Linked DNA regions of Capsicum annuum: region 1 is linked to region 2. Evidence: chromatin contacts called from public Hi-C data. All regions are on one chromosome and are shown on one strand. Each heading gives the region's core, a stretch centred on a gene start, on an enhancer-like site or on the middle of the called end of the contact. The rest is flanking DNA. Distances are from core to core; before and after follow the strand shown. Region 1 holds the start of LOC107851275 (XIAP-associated factor 1). Region 2 overlaps LOC107850566 (wall-associated receptor kinase-like 20).

Region 1 (2,700 bases), core at 18-2,517, 99 kb after region 2:
GATTCGGTTAGTAGTTTGATAGGTCAAAATGCGGTCTTTTTATTAGTTTATTATTTGTAGGGTCCATGTTCATCTAACATAAAAGATAATTTATTTTGTCAAATCTAAGTTAGAAAAGAAAAGTAGTTTTGAAGATTTTATTGACAGAAAATTTAGTATTTGACCATGTATTTAGTTGAAACTTGAAAAAAAAAAGAAGAATATTTGAAGTACGTTTTGAAAAATAGTTTTTGAAACTTAAAATTGTGTTTATTGGACAATACTTAAAATTTCATGAATGAAAGAGAAATTTCATCCAAAATTAGTCTGAGCTAATTTTTGTAACAGATCAACTTTCAATAATAAATAATATTTCAACTTTTTTAAAAAAAGAAATCTACTCTTAAAATTTATGATCATACGAAAAGTAAGATTTTTTGTAATTGATCAATTTTCAATAACAAATAATATTGTTTTTTAAAAATAATCTACTCATAAAATTTATCATCAAACAAAAATTAAGTTAGGACAACTTACCAGTTATTGCAGATACTTGTGGTTTGATCAGAAGCTACAGCCATTATTCCCCTCAAAAAGGAAAAATCTCTAAGAGAATAACAAAGTAAAAGGTTAATTAAAATTCAATAATCGACAAGAAAGATTATAGGGTAACTAATTAAATTGGTTCGATTCAATCTACTATAAACACATCCAGCTCTATTTGAATTTGTCGATTTCCAATTAAAATTTCAGATAAATCTACTTCAGAATTGAAGTGTTTGATTAAATTAAAAAAACAACGTAAAATTCTGCTACAATCAAACGAACCTGAAACACAAAAAGACTAGACAATATTTGAAAGATTTTTTTCTCATTAGCTGCACGATGTAATTATATTTGTATAAAAAGACATAAAAAACCTAAACCCTAAACATAACCTATTAGGATTCCAATTACCCATATTTGTCACAATATACATTTACCAAATATATAATTAGCTTATTTACATTCATATTTAATAACACTTGGTGCATTCTTCGTAAAGATATTAGCAACTCCGCATAAGTAACATGAGGGAGTTGCTCGGATTATAAGCACTCCTCACTTCCAATTCGAGATATACTACAACTAAGCACAACTCATCTCGCACATAGTGAATCTATTTCAGTACGTTTGTTTTGTTGATTATATAAGAAAAAAAGAATTCCAACCAATATACAATACCCCTAAACTCTCACAATATACATTTACCGGACACTCTATGACCCACCCCCAAACTATGCTTCAACCATCTCAATTCACAGACAGTCATCGCCATCGATATGTATTTCGCCTCGGCCGAAGTGTTCAACAAGGCAATTACATAACTTTGATAAATAAAAGGTACAAATTGATTACATACAACAGTATCTGTTCATGTATTAGCGGAACTCGTCTTTGATTGCATGGTTACATTCTGAACTCTAGGATGCGGACATGGTTATATTAACTTCTCAGACAAAACCTAAGAGTTGATGGATTAAAGTAAAGATGCTAGTGCACTGGACTTTCTTCAGCTTTCCTCTGGAAAATAAGTGAGCCAAACAAAACAGCAATGCCCGTTATTGCAATTGTAAATAGAAGCCGCTTCCTGGAAACGTCATGTGGCTGTCTTCTGGCCGGAGCACCAAGATCTCTCTCAGCTGGAATAGTGTTCCTTCAAAGATCACCAGAAACACGACGAAAAAAGTAAAGACCAGGGAACTTGTCATACAACACAAGATATAGCAGCACAATACAGTTGCAGAGAGTTTAGTACATGGCTTAGAAGTGCATTCACTTTATTGGATGAGACATGATGGAAACAATACCAGACGATGGTTCAGATGGCAAGTTTTATAGGGAAAGACATGTGTAAGCAATATGAACAACCACATGCACGTATCTGGGAGCACCTTGAGTTCATTAACTTCCACAAAGACGGTAAAATCACACACCTTTTCACCTATTATTTTAAAAAAAAAAAACGTAGGGCATTGTGTGAGCTAACAATTGTTACAACAACAACAATGGTGTTGTCCCACAAAGTGGGGTTTGGAGAGGCTAGAGTGCACGCAGACCTTGCCCTTACGCTAGGGGTAGAGAGGTTGTTTCTGATATACACTCCCCGCTCAAGGAAAAACAAATCAAAGCAATCTAGAAAAAAAGTAACGGATGCGAAAGCATGACGAATGGTAACTATAACAAACTAATACGCTACTCAAGATACATGAAACAACAGGTAGTAACAAGATTAAAAAAAATCAAGAACAAGAAACTACAAGAATAATACTATAGCTAGTAGTAGGGAAGGATTAACTATTAAAAGCTCTGCTACCTACTAATCTACTACACTAATCTATATCCTGCACAACCTCCTATCTAAGGTCATGTTCTCAGTTAGCTAAAATTGTGTCATGTCTTGTCTAATCACCACTCCTTGACACTTCTTCAACCTACCTCTACCTCTCCTGAAACCATCTATTGCCAACCTCTCACATCTATGCGTTGAGGCATTCGTACATCTCTTCTTCACATGGTGAAACCATCTCAGTCTTGCTTCCGGCATCTTGTCCTCCACCGAAGTCACTCCCACATTGATTCAAATATCCTCATTTCTAATCATATCTCTCCTAATATGCCCACACATCCATCACAACATCCTTACTTTGCAACTTTCATTTTCTAAACATGAGAGTTCTT
Region 2 (2,700 bases), core at 113-2,612:
ATGTAAAAAAATAAATATACACTCTATCCGTTTCATTTTATTTTACATTTGTTGATTGTACTCCTATTAATAAAAAACTATTAAATAGGAGTTTGCTTATTTATATCGATAATTATGATTTGAAAGTATATGATTGACAACTATTATGTTGTATAGTTTTTTTTTTGTTTCCCATCCGGTGTTCGGTGTCCGCATTGGAGCCTCGACTAAGCCGGATCGCGCATTGCAGGATCCATTAAGGTGGCAACGCTCCCGACATAGTTTTCTCCATACCCAGGGTCGAACCCTCAACCTTTAGTTAAGGGTGGAGCAGCCCCATCCAATGCACCACAACTCATGTTGGTATTATGTTGTATAATTACTTAGTGATAAGAGTAATATTGAAAGAAAATAATAAATTTTTCTTTATTTGCTAAAATAATAAGAAAAAAAAAATTAGTACAAGGATCAAGCAAAATGAAAAAAAAAAAAGAGAGAGAAAAGGATATTCTCTCAATTCGTTTTTACTTGTTCCTTTAACTTAAAAATTTAATATATTAAAGGTAAAGTATGTAAAATTATCCTTATAAATTATGTTTTAAAAATTTAAATTTAGCTATTCATACTTTACTTAATTACTTGATGATAATAATAATAATGTGAAAAAGTTATAAGTCTTTCGTGATTTACTAAAATAAATAAGCAAGAAAAGTATTTAATTTTTAATATAAGAAATAAGTAAAAAAGAACAAGTAATCTAATAAAAAAAATAAGAAGAGATTTAAAAAAAAAAACAAAAAGAGTACAAAAAAAATTACAAAGTCTCAAATAAAAATATCATAAAATGACAAATGAGGACAAATGTAACATATATAAAAAGTAAGTAAACATGTGTAGCTTTTTAATTGCATTAAAATGTTTGTGAGGAGTACCAAATGAGAGATCCTCCTTATATATAGTAGTAATATATATATATTTTAAAAAAATATTTTAGTTATTAATTAATAATTTATAATATTTTTTATTAATTCTTTAAATATATAAATTTTATTTTAAAAAAATTGGAAGGATTGTATGTCCGAATTTACAATCAGTTTGAATCTCAAAATATTAAATATGTCACAAAAATTGAGAAGGGAGAATAGTAATCGTTCGAATGTGTTTTCTTTTAAATTGGGATAGTGAAAGGGAAATGGTTGAGGAAATTATAAGGTGATAAATAATGTTTTTTTCTTCTATATATTTTGTTTTGTATTGATCCTTTTTAAAGAAATTTGGACTAATTCTCCATTTCTGCATCTTTTCTTTATCTGGGTTGCATTTGGGTGGGCCCTTTTTTTTTTTTTTTTGACTATTTATTTGATACGCAGATGTGACATGCCAAGATCGTGATGGTTGTGGTAGCGACCACACTGCACTAATAGCAGGTATTGTATAACTGGGGCACACGATCTTTAGTCTAACTGCTTGCGATTTCAAAAATTTCATGTAAATTTGATCATATCACTATGTTTTCTTCTAAGTTGCTCGAACTGTTTACTTTCTGTGCTGCACGTATATTGACACGACCTGGATTTGATGAATCAAATTTGGGTACTTTGCCCAAAATGGACGGAGAAATTTGGGACAGATAGAATGATTTTTATAATCAAAATAAAAGTAGAGGTGAAACTAAATAAATTGGAATAGCTTGTGTATAGAAATGTCTATGATAGTCGTTTTTCTTTTATCTCCTTAGGAGATTTACTTTTGATCAATGTTTTATCCTTGGAATAACTTGTAGGTTTTCAACAGAATGACTCGTAATTTGGACTAACTCTATTTTTAGATATTTTAATCATTTTAGCTGAATCTCTTGACTGCACCCGTATGCTTATCTGGATCTATATCCTAGAATCTTAAAATTTAGATCATCGAACCCGACCTCTAGATCGCACCCACATCAGACATCTACACTTGAGTCCGAGCAACTTAGGTTCTTACTCTATTTTGAGATTTCAAGGAGCTTATGATAATTGGAATTATCTAGTTATTAACATTGTTGGTCAATATTGTTTTTGGTGTTAAAAGAGTTGCCAAAAGATACTTGAATGTTTCTTGGATTTGCAGGTTTGACATCAGGTTTGGGTGTGGCAGTGATTGCTGCTGTAATTGGGATTTTTGTGTACAGACGTCACAAGCGAATTAAGGATGCACAAGATCGACTAGCTCGTGAACGGGAAGATATTCTTTGCTCAGGTGGTGTAAGATCTGCGAAGCTGTTTACAGGCAAAGAAATCAAGAAAGCAACGCACAATTTCTCTAGGGACCGCCTTCTTGGTGCTGGGGGTTATGGTGAAGTTTACTTTGGTATACTTGATGATGGTACCGAGGTTGCTGTTAAGTGTGCCAAGCTAGGGAATACTAAAGGCACTGATCAAGTTCTCAATGAGGTGAGAATACTCTGTCAGGTTAACCACAAGAGCCTCGTACGCATTCTAGGTTGTTGTGTTGAGCTTGAACAACCATTGCTTGTTTATGAGTATATCCCTAATGGAACGCTTAGTGATCATTTGCATTTGCAACGCAAACTTCTAACATGGGATCGCCGGCTCAGCATTGCCCATGCAACTGCAGAGGGACTTGCTTACTTGCATTTCTCTGCAGTTCCTCCCATTTACCATCGAGATGTCAAGTCTAGTAACATTTTGCTCGATGAGAAATTGAATGCTAAGGTCGCAG

The links. Hi-C and Micro-C count contacts between places; a contact is called where the count stands out from the background.
Region 1: a Hi-C map of leaf shows a contact between it and region 2, with 2.3 times the contacts expected there. The contact joins the promoter of LOC107851275 here to the enhancer-like site in region 2. A contact is called at or near these places in 2 of 5 Hi-C or Micro-C datasets (leaf and placenta).

What each region holds. Positions count from the first base shown.
Region 1 is chr12:207,971,074-207,973,773 of UCD10Xv1.1, forward strand. It overlaps LOC107851275 (XIAP-associated factor 1), which reads right to left and starts at 1,268. Exons shown (of 8, transcript XM_047400961.1): 1 at 517-1,268. The coding sequence starts at 560. LOC107851274 (XIAP-associated factor 1) reads right to left here. Exons shown (of 6, transcript XM_016696227.2): 6 at 1,277-1,675. The coding sequence ends at 1,513.
Region 2 is chr12:207,871,594-207,874,293 of UCD10Xv1.1, forward strand. It overlaps LOC107850566 (wall-associated receptor kinase-like 20), which reads left to right. Exons shown (of 3, transcript XM_016695179.2): 2 at 1,350-1,406; 3 at 2,089-2,700. Among protein-coding and RNA genes, the nearest start is that of LOC107850565, 8.9 kb to the right of the region's middle. Within about 2 kb of position 1,363, at least 2 of the 5 cell types and tissues checked have an H3K27ac peak or open chromatin away from gene starts, as enhancers often do. A contact at or near this core is called in leaf, where this site is marked.